2 separate regions of the Zea mays genome follow, and region 2 is linked to region 1. The links are chromatin contacts, called in public Hi-C maps. All regions are on one chromosome and are shown on one strand. Each heading gives the region's core, a stretch centred on a gene start, on an enhancer-like site or on the middle of the called end of the contact. The rest is flanking DNA. Distances are from core to core; before and after follow the strand shown.

The links. Hi-C and Micro-C count contacts between places; a contact is called where the count stands out from the background.
Region 2: a Hi-C map of leaf shows a contact between it and region 1, with 5 times the contacts expected there. The contact joins the promoter of LOC100281535 here to the promoter of LOC103638747 in region 1. A contact is called at or near these places in 2 of 25 Hi-C or Micro-C datasets (bundle sheath and leaf).

The regions. Positions count from the first base shown.
Region 1 is chr9:101,488,650-101,495,888 of Zm-B73-REFERENCE-NAM-5.0, reverse strand. It overlaps LOC103638747 (probable LRR receptor-like serine/threonine-protein kinase At4g37250), which reads right to left and starts at 5,296. Exons shown (of 2, transcript XM_008661572.3): 1 at 2,494-5,296; 2 at 774-1,751. The coding sequence starts at 4,360. The coding sequence ends at 1,012.
Region 2 is chr9:102,021,194-102,028,570 of Zm-B73-REFERENCE-NAM-5.0, reverse strand. LOC100281535 (HT1 protein kinase) reads left to right here and starts at 2,265. Exons shown (of 2, transcript NM_001154453.1): 1 at 2,265-3,732; 2 at 3,832-4,330. The coding sequence starts at 2,797. The coding sequence ends at 4,086. It overlaps LOC100191259, which reads right to left. Exons shown (of 3, transcript NM_001136693.1): 2 at 4,790-5,279; 3 at 4,291-4,704. The coding sequence ends at 4,508.

The sequences.
Region 1 (7,239 bases), core at 4,047-6,546:
CTATTTCTATAATGCAGCATGTGAGCTGTTGTGACAGTAACATGCCATTGAGGCGCATGCCGTTGCAAGAACTTGACCTTTATCTCACTCACATACACAGTAGTTTATGTCAGCTTATTTCTGGGGACTGGATGTTAACCTGTCACTTGCTGGGTCTGGGTTAGACCTAATTAAGGAACCCGTGCTTACTGGCTAAGCTCTGGCGATCACGTGTCACGAGGCGAGGGTGGTACCGACATGCAGAGCAGCAGGAGCACAGGGCAGGAAGACGCGGCCGGCAGAAAAAAAAACCCCGGCCAACACGGCATCTTCCCAAACCCTCAGAGGCCCAGAGAAGTTACTCTCTCTGCTTGCCCTGGCCTGTCGCCCGTGGTCCGTCTCCGTCTCCGTCTCCGTCTCCGTCTCGAGGAGAGTGACGGCACGGTGGAAGGAATATGAGGAAGACCACTACAATATTCCCTGCTCGCTGCGGAGCGCTGGAACGGACATGGCGGGACACCGCGTTTCGTCGCGTGCGCGCGCCGGACAAAACAGACTTGGAGAGTTGTACCGGTGGCGGCTAGCGCCTGTCAAAGCAGCAGCAGCAGCAGCAGGCCTTGTTGAATTCTTGTCCGAGTCCGGCTCCGGTGCACTGAACTGAACCGGCACGACAGGTTCAAGAACCATCCCGATTTGGTCGATCAGATTCAGAAGAACCCATTGATCGTGTGGCCATCAGACACTGACACTGTCACAGTAAGTACACATCTTGAGATCCACCGAGACGCAAGATCGAAAAAAAAGGAATATGCATCGCTTTCAAATCCACAATCACAAACACAGATGATTAGTAGGTTAATTAATTCTCGCAGCACCTCCAAAATCAGTAACAGATCTACGTACACGCCCTACCACACAAGCTCGCCACCGGCGATCAACGCCGACGCCGCCACCACCGTCCGTGCACTTGCAGTAAGATTATTGCGATCAGTAACGGCTCCAAGCGCTACAAGGTCAGTTGTTTTTTCCCCCTCAGGGCACAGCGGCGCCGCTGCTGCTCGCGGCGGCGCCGGGCGCCGCCGCCGCCGCCGTTCGCTCGAGCACCATGGCGGCGTCCCTCATGGAGGGCCGCTTGCCGGGCGCCATGGCGCAGCACGCGAAGGCGAGCCTGAAGCACGCCAGCAGCGCGTCCTCCCGGCCGTCGGCCTCGCCGCGGAGCGTGGGGTCGGCCATCCGGAGCACGCGGCCGTGCTCCTCGGCGGCCACCAGCCCCGCGTGCCACTGGCACAGCTCCACCTCCGAGTAGACCCGCCCGGAGAGCAGCTCCAGGAGCACCATGCCGAAGGCGTACACGTCCCACTTGGCCGTGGGCCGCAGGTTCTTCAGGCACTCGGGCGCCTGGTACGGCGCCGGGGCGGCGCTGGCGGCCGCGGCCGCCGCGGACGCCGACCCGCACGGGCTCGCGCCCGGCCCGGGCATCTGTGACAGGTCCGGCAGGCTGCTCGTCGAGTGCATCGACCGCTTGCTCCCGAACAGCCGCGCCGACGCGCCCGCGCGGTAGTGCGGCGCCGCCTCGCCCGACGCCAGCCGGTCCAGGCCCAGGTCCCCGATCCATGGCTCCATGTCGCCGCCCAGAAGGATGTTGCTCGGCTTCAGGTTCCCGTGCACGCCCTTCTTCTCGTGGATGTACGCCAGCCCTCGCGCCACGCCGCGCGCGATCCGCAGCCGCGCCTCCAGGCTCAGGTGCAGCGGCGACGACGACCCGAAGCGCCCTGCAGAGGAGGTGCGGCAAAATCATCCGGTCATTACGATTACGTGTGAGGAACATAAAGTTACGGGCTCAGGATCTAGAAAGTGACGAATTCCTACTATTACTACTATTACAACGACTCAACCGATTACGTGTTTATGTTGATTTTGGATGGTTTTTGTCCCAACGGATTTTATAGAAGCTGGCTGAAAAGCTGAGCGTTTAGCAGTCCACGGCAGCTTTTGGTGGCCAGAAGCTGCCAGAAGCCGAAACAAACAGGGCCATATGACCAAATCAGGTGAAGTGAGCCTCGTGATCGTAAAAATGGAACGCCAAGGCGTTAGGCGTTGTGGAGTTGTACTGATTTTGCGACTGATGAAGCAAAGCAACCAAAGGACAGTTCTTTCAGTACCAAAGGGACGAGTCCTTAAGACTTGCAGCAAAATTGCAATGATTCGTGTGAGCAATGACAAATTTATTTGCACTACCAGTACCTGTGACTGTGACCAATGCGATTAAGCTCTTCCTTCAGACAATAGTTGAATCAGTACTACTAATGCGCATTTAAGTTGCAGCACGTACAATCAGTAAAGTGCCATCTTTTCATAAGACTCACCAAGCCGTTGCAAATGATTATAAAGTTTGAGCCTATGAACCGTACTACAGGTGCATCATTAGTCGGTGTCAAATCAAGCAACTTTCCGATGCAATTTCTAGTATCTGAATGAACGTTGGTGCTGGAGAGAGACGAAGGAGGAACTTACTGCTGAATGCGATGTTGGCAAGGCTGCCGTTGGGGGCGTAGTCGTGGATGAGGAGCTTCTCGTCGGCGCCCCAGTAAAAGCCGCGCAGCCGGAGGATGTTGGGATGGCGGAACCGGGCGACGGCGCGCACCTGCGCCTCGAAGTCCTTGAGCTTTTCGGCGCCGCCGCTCTCGCCGATGCGCCGGACGGCCAGCGCGGTGCCGTCGCCGAGCACGGCCTTGTACACGATGCTGGAACCCGTGGCGCCGAGGATGTAGGCCGACGCCTTGAGCAGCGTCTCCATCTCGAGCTCGCCGTCGCCGTCGACCGTCACCAGCGTCGCAGGCGCGGGGGGCGCCTGCTGCTGCTGCTGGGGCAGGTTGTGCTTCTTGCTGCCGTGCTCCTGCGGGGTGCTCCGGCCGATGAAGCTTCCCCTCTTCTTGAGGCCCTCCTCGTCGGAGGACTCGCCGTCCGACGACGCGGAGTACTCGGAGCTGTCCGAGCTGTCGTTCCTACGGCCAATGCAGCACCCCGTCGACGTGGACGCCTTCTCTTCTTTGCCTCCGGCGATGTCGAGCGTCTTGACTACGCCGCCGTCGAAACCTCGCGCGCTCTTCTGCTGCAGGTGCAGCGGCGGCGTCGGGTCCTGCTCCCGACGCTGCCGCCTCTTCTTCCTGACGTGGTACGCGTACATGAACAGCATGAAGAGGAGGCCGACGCCGGCGATGTCCCCGACGACGATGGCCACAATGGACGCGGGACGAAGCTTATCCTGCTCGCTCGGCGGCTGCCCCTGGGCTTGCGGCGGGGCGCGAGCGGGGTTCTTGGGGATGGCCGCGAACGCCGGCGGCGAGTCGGTGGCGTTGGGAGGCTTCGACAGCGACGACGGGATCGAGCACGCCTGCTTCAGCGGCGGCCCGCACAGGTTCGGGTTGCCCTCGTACGCCGCCGCCGGCTGCGCGGCAAACGGGCCGGCCTGTGGGATCGCGCCGGTGAAGTTGTTCCGCGACAGGTCCACCGTCGCGTTCGCGGGGACGACGGCGGCCAGCTCGGTCGGCACAGCGCCGGCGAGCTTGTTGGACGAAACGTTGAGGAGGCGGAGTGCGGTCCCACCGAAGTCCGACGGGAGCGAGCCGTTGAAGTCGTTGTCGCTCAGGTCAACAAGCTCCAACGTCCCGAGGCCTCCGACGGGGAGCTCACCGGCGAGGTGGTTGCTGGCGAGCCCCAGCGCAAGGAGGCTCGGCAGCCTGCACAGCGCGGCGGGGAGGCGGCCCGCGAGCGCGTTGCCCGAGAGGTTGAGCTGCTGCAGGCCGCGCGCATAGGCCGCCGCCGCGTCCGGGAGCTCGCCTGACAGCGCGTTCCCGGCGAGCGAGAGGACGCGGAGCTCGGTGGCGTTGAGCAGCGTAGGCGGCAGGCTGCCGCTGAGGCCGTTCCCGGAGAGGTCGAGGTGGCGCAGGTGCTCGACGCGGCCGAGGTCGGGCGGCAGCGTCCCCGAGAGCTGCGCGTTGGGTAGGACGAGGCTGATGACCCGCGACACCGTGGCCGCCGCCAGCGACGCGCCGAGGCCGGCCGCCGCGGTTGCTCCGGTGGCGTTGCGCGCGACCGTCGCGGTGCCGTTGCCGTCGGCGGAGGCCGAGGTCACGTTCGCCGCCGCCGGCGCGGTGTCGTCCTGCGGGAAGCCGTTGCAGATGACGCCGTTCCAGGCGCACGGCGCGGCGTCGCTGTAGCTCCAGCCGGCCAGCGCGCCCAGCGGGTCCGCGGTGACCGTGTTCTTGAAGGACATGAGCAGCACCCCGTCCGCATTGAGCCCGCACGCGCCGGTGCACAGCGAGGCGAGAAGCAGCAGCAGCCACGCCATAGCTCCGCCGCCCCTCCTCCGCCCATCCATTACCTCTGCGGGCGAGCTTTTCCTAGACGGCCGGCACCGACGCCGAGGCCAACATGTCCGTGCTCGATCCTCCTAGCTTCCTCGGTCGGGTGCACAGCAAGCGTTGACCGACCCGGTCCGCGCCGGTTGGCTTCCTTGGTAGCTCAGCGCCCTCCCCTCGCGGTCAGGGCGCAGGGGCAGCAGGTGGAGTGGAGAGGCGGTACGAGCAGTGAGAGGTTGGCAATGGCATGTGATGCTCTGGCGGGCGGGCTGAGCGGAGCGGAATAAAGAAGCGAGGCGCCGGGTGCGGGTGGGGTGGGTGGCCGCGTGGGGTGTGGGAACTGGGAAGCCGAGGCTGCGGCCCGCGACGACAGGACAGACACAGTCACACAGAGTAGACAGGTGCCCGGAACGGCCGTGAATCCTCCCCAGTTTTGAGGTGCCCTGGCCGGCCGCGGGGCTCAGATTCCACGCCCCGGCCGCTATAAATTTTCGAGATTGTGGGACCCGAACGGCAGCCGGCATGCAGTACACACGTCGTTGTCGCCTCTGACCTCGCTCCATCTTCCTTACCGACTACCGATGGAGAAGAGACTGGCAGACTGCTCCGTCGGCCTCCATGGATGCAGATGCAGTAGGAACAACAGCTGTGCTCGGGCCCGTCGTGTGGTGGCGTGGTTCATGGCAATGGCATCGGAAAGCGTCGACCTGACGTGCGTGCCCAGGCCCATCCGAACGTCCGGTCGGGTCTCCATCGATCGCCAGCCGCGCGATGCTTTTGAGTTGGGTCGCGGTTGGGGACGGGCGGATTTGTTTCGGGGGGATATTACGTGGTCTTTGTCCTTAATTATGTGCGGTGTGGGTGCTGATGCAGGAAAAATGAAAGCGACGGATGTACACGTCGACGGCTTTTTTTTTCCAGTTAGTTACTGTTTGGTTGAAGAACCAAGTATAACGGAACCGTTCTGTCCCAGTTTTGTTGTTGTTTGGTTACAAATTAACTAGAACAGAATGGCTCCAATTAGGGAATATTCTCATCAGATCCGGAACCATTCTGCTCCAAAAAATCAACCGGACGGAGCCGCTCCGTTCCAATCCCGTTCTCACAGTCACGCTCCGTTCCGTTCACTCTGCAACCAAACAAAAACAGAGCCGCTCCGTTCCAGATTACCAAACACAGAACAGAGCAGCTCCGTTCCTAGAATCAGGGATAGAACAACTCCGTTCTAGTTGGCTGCTCAACCAAACACTAGATAGCGTCTTTAGTTTGGTACTGTACCGGACGGCGGGAGGCGCTCCTTAAAAAAAAACCCAAACTTTTGGACAGGAAACGGACACTTCATTCATACTTCAACGCTGCTAACGTCTGGGCACCTGCCTGCCGCTTTCGTACACAGTTACACTTCGCGCTCCCCTTCTCCTACCGGCCATTTCTTTTTAAACTAATTGATATTGTAACAGTAGTAACAGTCTACAGTCTACAGATAAGGTATTCCTCTCCCGAACGGTATGTTTGTACCTATATAAATGAAGAGCTTATATAAATAAAGAGCTAACATACAGCCTGTTCATTTTTAACCAATGTTCAGATCGCTACGACTGCAATCCATAAAGACAAAACACTATATAAACAATAGAAGTCATTAGGGATTAAAGCGAAATAAACATGCTAACGATTGAGACAAATAACTCCTATATCCACAAGTGGACAAGTGACTCCATGATGCCAGTGGCGAAGCTAGAGCAAATTTGATGGGGATGCAATTGCTTAATGGGTGCATAGACATCAAGTAATGTGGGTGCATATATGGTGAAAATTTGTACATTATAACTGATTCTGTATTTTTTAGGGGGTGCATTTACATCCCCTTGAATAAACCTAGCTTCGCCCCTGCATGATACCGTTGCAAGAGAGAATCAGAGAAAAATGTAGACATGAGATCGTTGCAATAGTGTATTAACATGGGAGTAATATAATCATGTATACTATGGAGAGGTTCAGTCTGTCTTAGTGTAATATATTATATCCTTTATGTGGTGGTAGCATAGATACAAGCATGAACGGAGCTTGCATATTCAGATGATGACTAAGCTAGGTAGTGGGTGTAAATAGAGAAACTAGAGGCTCTAAACTTAGGTGCTAGGATCTGAACACAATTGTCAAACTGCTTCTACGTTGCTCTACCATTGTTTTACACTACAAGTAAGACGATAGTTATAGCCTTGTATGGACAGTGAGCCCTATCTAGCAGAGGTTTAACTATTTCTATTTGGTTGTAGCTATTATGTCGTACATGGTGCACTCCTTTGGTGTGTCATAGTGGCGAGTGTGACGCGCCATAGTGGCGAGTGTGAGAGCCCACACCATCGAGTACGGTGTAGTTGATAGTCATCGTAGATTGTAGCCATGTATTGTATAATCCTAATGGGTATGCCTATGACTTCAGACGTGGCTACATTGATGCTCCACACCATCGAGTCCAGCATTGTTGGTAGACATTATAGCCACACACACCTTGCATAGCGCTCACGGGTATGCTTGTGACCTCAGTTGTGGCTATATTAACGCCTTATGATCACAAAGTCACCCCTAGCAATAAATATGAAGGACGAGAACCTTATCTCAACCACCCACCGTCACACGACCAACCTAGTCACGAGTGCACGTGGTGTCAGGGTTGTGCCACCCGAGTGCACGTGGTTCGTAGGGCATCTTTGGGTGTTGAATGGGCACCTACATAAATCCCTCACCTTATAGGGACTCATGGCCTGGTCAGCATAGGGCTTACCCCCAAGGCATAGGACCCCAAGAATGACATACTAGCACCAAGATCTATCTGCTCAACTTGACGAATAACTCGATTCTACTCCTGCCCTCTCCTTAGTTATATCTCTAAGAT
Region 2 (7,377 bases), core at 1,016-3,515, 540 kb before region 1:
CAAATAACACACGGATCACTTTCTCTCTCAAGTCACTAATCACTAATGATCTCTTTTCTCGATTGTGAAACTTGGAGAGATGGAGGCTTTTAATGTGTCTTGGAATGGATTGCTAGCTCTTGTATTGAATGTTGAAGGTTGGAATGCTTGGATGTATTGAATGGAGGTGGTTGGGGTTGTATTTATAGCCACCAACCACTTCCTAGCCGTTGGGCCATTCTGCTGAGCGCGGACGGTCCGCGAGCCAGGTCCGGACGGTCCGCCCCTGTAGATCAACGGCTGAAAATGCAACGGTCAGCAGTAACGGCTATATCAACGGCTATATTGCATTTAATGCGTCGTCAGATGTCAGACAGAGCCAGTCGCGGACGGTCCGGTCGTGCACCCCGGACGGTCCGCGAGGCCCCCTATAATTCATTTCTCTGAACCCGTTACCTTCGGGTTTTTCGGTTTCTTACCGACCGGACGGTCCGCGCCTGAGGCCGGACGGTCCGCGCGAGGGCTCGGACGGTCTTTGCTTTTCCTCCGGACAGTCCGTAATGGAAACTTGTATTTTTGCATTGGTTCTGTCCGAGAGTCATTCTAGTGTTGCGGACGGTCCGCCGCAAGGGCCCGGACGGTCCGCGCTTGGCCTGTTTTTCCAAAAAGCTTCTCCTGTCCGGAATAATCTACGGTATTCCGGACAGTCGATTTAGTATAGTTATAGATGAACTTTTGGCACCTGTAGAACATATAATCTAGAGCAAACTAGTTAGTCCAATTGTTTGTGTTGGGCGATTCAACCACCAAAACTATTTAGGAACTAGGTGTAAGCCTAATTCCCTTTCAGGGTACCCGCGACCCGATACCCGATGGGTATTTACTCCATTAGGGTATGTATGTGGGCTAAATATTCTACCCGTGGGTCTGTTATTGGGCAAAAATCTTCACCCAATGGGTAAATGGGTATTAGAACGTTTCGCCTTCACCCATACCTGTTAACCCATGGGTATAAAATACCCAATATAAACTTAGCCCAAGCATGAACTTGGACTTTAGCCATCCATCTTTTTTACTATTTAACAACCTTTTAGACCATAATGTTATAGAAGGCTTAACGATAATTTAATGAACATGTAATGGAACATGTAATGTGTTATGTAGTACTATCCTAGTGTTACTACTTTATCCAATTATCTTTGGTGTGTTGAATGGATGGTTAAATGATGCTAGAAAATTTTGTAATGGTATTTATATGGATATACTTGACATTTGTATAGTATAATATTTTGATAGATGTTTAATTTTTGTAGGTACGGGTGACCCGATGGGTGACCCATACCCACATGGGTATGGGTATGGGGATAAATCCATACCCACCAGTGTATATGGGTGACCCGGTGAGGTTATTTTTATGTCGTGATTATGAGTATGGAGTAGTAATACCCGGTAGGTATTTATCCATTGCCATCTCTAGTTTCGACCTGTTCTTCGATTTGAAATGATGGCATTCAAGTCAAACTCAAGATCTGAGTCTCTGTACTGTGAAAGATTGACAATTGTTGTCCTGTTCTTTTCCAGTGAATACCAGGGATGCTGCATTGCTACTGGTCATCGTGTTGCCCAGAGAGAATTTTAGGCCAAGAATCCATGCCAAACTAATGGTTTGGTTACTTTTTTTGCTGGGCCACATGTCACAGGGTACAAAAGTCCATATCAGTGTGTTGGGCTAGATTCGAGCCTTCGAAACCGACCCAGAACAAAGATGTTCGTTCGGCCCTTGAAATAGCCATTTGGCGTTTGCCTCCACCTTTCCCGTCTCGTCTTCCCCCTTGGCCAGAAATGGCGAGATATGACAGTATGACGCATTCGCTGATGCCATACCATCGACGGCGCGTCGTCCATCCTTGCCACAGAACGAACTCCATGCCGACCGGTGAAAGCGCAAGTGCCGCAACTATACGTCGAGAGAGATAGAGAGAGAGAGATCGCCGCATCTGCTTGCCGTGCCTTTTCCGACGCATTGTGCTTAGCGTGATAGCGTCTTGCCTGCAGGTCATGTCATCCCAAGCTTTTCCCTTTTTTTGCCGTTTTTTCCATTGCAGAGATCTTTTTCCTCAGCACTTTGTTTTTCCGCTGGAGATATCTCTCTCTGTTCTCATCTGCCGCGTAGCTGGGGGCGATCACCGATCAGATGGGAAGCAGATGAGAAGTTGAGAACTAGGCGCTGGAAGACGCCGAAAAGGTGCGGCCTTTTCTGAACTGCATCTTCACGAGACATCCTTGAGCACCTTTACTCTCTCCTCCGGCATATCCCCACGCTCTGGACTCTGGAGTCAACTACACCAGCGCTTGCGGCTTGCTCCTCAAGGGTGCGGGAGAGGACTCGAGGAGGAAGAAGGACACCGTCTCCTCCTCGTGCCTTTATCCGCTTTCGTGCCGTCTGCATCCTCCAAGAAGCTAGCTAGCAGCGCGGGCAGCAGCTGGGTACGCATGTTTTGTGGATAGGGTAGCTACCCCGCAGTACACAGGGTTGTTATCTATCTGGGAGTTGCTTGCATGGGCGTGGGAGTTTGGGATCTTGGTTAGCTTATGCGTGGTGAAGATACTTTGCTTTAATTTGGGGTGTGAAGACCTGTAATTAAGCATCGTGAGTGTGGTGGTGACGGCGGCGGCGCAGCGAGCAATGCCACTGGCGGTGGCGCGGCCGTCGTCTGGCGTGTCGCGACGCCATCGGTCGTGCTGGTAGTGCAGCGGTACCGTCGCCGGCATGCCGCGCGCGACGTCGCGCAACGAGTCTTGATCCTGGCGCCCCACATGCTGTCTTGCTTCCGGCTGCCGCGGCCGATCGGCGGCGGGGACGTGGACCAGCAGGCCGCGGCGGTGTCCCCACGTCGGGGCCCGTCCCTGCCGTTCGCGGCGTCCCCCTCGACGTCGGGGCGCGGGAGGAGCCCGTGGCCGCCGCCAGAGGCGGACGACATGGAGAAGAAGCGGTGGGACAGCATGGAGTCGTGGTCCATGCTGCTGGACACGGTGCTGTGCGAAGGGTCGTCCCGGCCGGACAGCAGCGGGCGGCGGGAGGAATGGATGGCCGACCTGTCGCAGCTCTTCATCGGCAACAAGTTCGCGGCGGGCGCCAACAGCCGCATCTACCGCGGCATCTACAAGCAGCGCGCCGTGGCCGTGAAGATGGTGCGCATCCCGGAGCGCGACGAGGCCCAGCGCGCCGTGCTGGAGGAGCAGTTCAACTCCGAGGTGGCCTTCCTCTCCCGCCTCTACCACCCCAACATCGTGCAGTTCATCGCGGCGTGCAAGAAGCCGCCGGTGTACTGCATCATCACGGAGTACATGTCCCAGGGGACGCTGCGGATGTACCTGAACAAGAAGGACCCTCACTCGCTGTCGCCGGAGACGATCCTGAAGCTGGCGCTGGACATCTCGCGGGGCATGGAGTACCTGCACGCGCAGGGCGTGATCCACCGGGACCTCAAGTCCCAGAACCTGCTGCTCAACGACGAGATGCGCGTCAAGGTGGCCGACTTCGGCACCTCCTGCCTGGAGACCAAGTGCCAGGCCACCAAGGGCAACAAGGGCACCTACCGCTGGATGGCGCCGGAGATGACCAAGGAGAAGCCCTACACCCGCAAGGTGGACGTGTACAGCTTCGGCATCGTGCTCTGGGAGCTCACCACCTGCCTGCTCCCGTTCCAGGGGATGACGCCCGTGCAGGCCGCGTACGCCGCATCGGAGAAGGTTGGGTTCTGTTGCTTCGTTTCGTTTCCTTCTCTTCATGCAAGCAGGCCGCGTACTGCTAATTCTTTGCTGAACTGAATTCTTCTTCTTCGTCGTCAGAACCTGCGCCCGCCGCTGTCGAGCTCGTGCCCGCCGGTGCTCAACAGCCTGATCAAGAAGTGCTGGTCGGCGAACCCGGCGCGGCGGCCGGAATTCAGCTACATTGTGTCGGTGCTGGAGAAGTACGACCACTGCGTGAAGGAGGGGATGCCGACGATGATGGCGCACCAGGAGCTCAGGCTCTGGCGCTCCTTCGCCAAGATCTTCAGGATGGGCTGCATCACCAACAACTTGTCCAGAACGGTGAATGCGTGATCCATCTCCGGCGCCATCCGTAACTGAACTGTTGCATTGCAGCTGCTTGTTTCTCTCTGCTCTGCTTGTTTAATCAATCACTCCACCAAGAGCCTAGGAACTACTACTAGCAGTATATACTACATCCATCGATCTCTCTGTCACAAACAAATGGCATAAAAGACGTCCGGCTCCGGCCGGAACCAATTGTAACTCGCGTCAAATGTGTAAATTTTATCTCCCTTATGAGCATTTAAGCCCAAAAGAATCGTGAATCCATCGATCGACGCATCGAGACAGGCACAGCAACCATATACTACTACATACATCACATCGAATGCTAGCTATGCTATACACACGGAGACGAATTAGCAGCAACAATTTTGACTGTGGAGTGTGGACTAAACGTAGCCACACTGAGCTCTAGGGCGCATCATCAGCATCACAGCAGGAGCTGGTCGTAGCACAGGTCCAGCGTCTTCTTGGCGAAGAACTGGTTCACCTTCTGGGTGGGGTGGAAGGAGTCCCAGAAGAAGTACCTGTCCGCGTCGTCGCATGTGTCGGGGCTCTTCTCGTTGCACAGGTACGACATCTCCACCTTCCCCGTGGCGCAGCACCCCTCCTCCACGTTCTCCAGCCCTGCCAGTCGTCCATCCAGGCCAGGTCAGATCAGGTGGCATGGCATTGCAATTGCCAACTCCTGGAGGGACACTCAGTCACGTACCCAGCGTGGAAGGGTCGGTGATGAGGTCCAGCATGTTCTGGTACACGTCGATGTAGGCGACCCTCAGCCCCGGCCGCGCCGCCGTGAGCCGGCGGAGCATGTCGAGCACCTTGGCGTTGTAGTCCCGGGCCACCTGGTTGTACTCCTCGACGCAGCCGCCGCGGAGCGTGTTGAGCGTGCGCTCCAGGGGCAGGCAGCCGATGGGGCTGAGCCCCGCGAAGGCGACCCGCCGCGCGCCCAGCCGGTGGATCTCGCCCAGGAACCACTCCGCCTGCGCCACCAGGAAGTCCTCGAACTCGCCCACCGTGAACTCCGCGAACCGCCCCGTCACCAGCAGGAAGTAGTTCTCCAGGAAGTCGTTGGTGCCGACGCTCACCACGTACAGCGCGTCGGAGACGATGCGACGGGCACCGGCGAGCCCCACGTGTCGCCGGAGCCGCCGCTTGTACTCCTTGAAGTACTCCACCTCCTTCCACAGCGGGATCACTGACTTCACGGCCGCTCGCAGTCGCAGGGAAAGAAGACCAGACAGATTTTGTGTAGCAGTCAGCTAGCAGCCTCAACCATGATCGGCGCAGTGCAAGTAATTAAGATCAGAACTAAAATTCATTGCACGGATGCATAGCAGGTGTGCCTCTGGCAGGGGTCCTGATCTGTGCACACTGCACAGTGTACATGACGATCGTCCTCTGTGGTAGATCGTAGATGGCTAGATTCAGAGGTTGAATGCACCCCCACGACGCTCGCTCAGGGAACAGGACTCGTGCGTTTTTATTACCCATTTAATTCACGCTCAGTTCTCGTGGGCTGTGGCTAACGTGCCACAGCACGCCACTAGCACCAACACTATAAAACACAGTAATGTTTTAGGCACGACAATATCAGATACGGATAATTGTGGTGTGCCATGTCTATAATTAAACATGTTCATCCATCGTCTCAGACATGACATATAGGAGCCGTTTGGTTGCCTGACCCAACCCACAACCAGGCCCGTTTCGTACAGTGGCTGAGCGTTTGGTTGCTTGGATGAAGGTTAGGGCCTGTCTCACGCAGTGCAGGATTTTCTTATGAGCCAGGCTCTACTCATGCGGCAAAAATCTTCGTTTCTATGTGGCCAGGCTCGCGCGAGCGCAACAAGCACGTGGATCAGATATGTCAGTGGCTCTGTGAGTGTGAGAAGATGCCTGCATGAAGCTAACCAGACGAAATCTCCGAGCAACCAGGTTTCGTGCATACAATAACCAAACATCGCTCATATGCATGCGCTCAACCTGGCTACTTGGAACTTGGCTGCCCAAGTACAGCTTGGCTCATATAAGAAGGGAACCAAACAGGCCAATAGTGCCTAATCGTGCTGTGTCAATACTATTAACACTAACATGGTAGCACCTAACAGTACTCGTGAGAGCCATACACTATTTCACTTTAAAACATCTTTAAAATTACAGATATAATTTCAAAACATGAATATTCATATTACTAAATTTATCATATTTAAAACGGTAACAAATCACAATTCACAACCATAAGCACAAATCACAATCATGTCCACTATTCAACAGTTGATCTAAGCCATGTCTGCCCTGTGCCAACCACTTAGTCGTGCCGTGCTTGTGTCAGCCCACCGTGCTAGGGCGACGTGCCTTGCTGGCACGAGCACTATATGCATCGGGTCATGTCGTGCCAAAACACTATGAGATGTATCAAGGCTAGTGCGGCCCCATTCAACACGATCCACTGGGACATCTATAGGGTATGTTTGGTTGGACCGTGGCTATGAAAAAAACTGTTGTGAGCTATGAGCTGTGAAAAAAGCTATTATTGGTTGTGAGCTATAAAACGCTACAAATGTTTGATGGAAGTCGCTAAAAGTCACTAAAATATCTCCCATGTATATATTTGCACAGTTTATCCGAAAGACACTATAAGTAGGTCTAGAGATACTTTTAATTTTACACTACGAGAAAGATGGCTTTTGAAAAAAACTGCTTCCTGGTTAGGACCCTTTGATTTAGCTTTCGACTTTTAAGAGAAAAAAGCCAAAGCCAAAAGCCAAACCAAACTTGTGGCGGAGGAGAGAATGTTTCTCTAGAAATGGATCTAGACCAACCAATAAACAAAATTTACTACCGGTGTTTGCTATTGTACTCAATAATTTGAAAGGAAACACCACAACAAATTCCCCAAGTTCCCCACCAACTGCATCTTTAGCAAACCATTGAGGTAGGCTGCTACGGTGGAACTCAACCTATTCATTTGGCTTTAATCCGTATCGGCTTCTACTGCTTATAGAATATTTTTGTCTCTATAAATTGTAGCTACAGCAATTCAAACAACCGGTTTTAATCTGCTTCGATTTAACAGAGCAGCGATGAAATATTAAGATGTTTGGAGTGTGCCTGATTAGATGTCAGGAGGTAACCAATGGGAGGGAGAGAAACACAAAGCCATTTGCTAGCAAAGTTTTTGGAAGATGTGGTATAGCCCGAAAGCAAAGTACGATTTTCAACGATTAGCTTTGAGTTAGGATCCTGTTATAGAGATGAGATATGATAGATCATCCGAATAATATTGTTTATTAATTT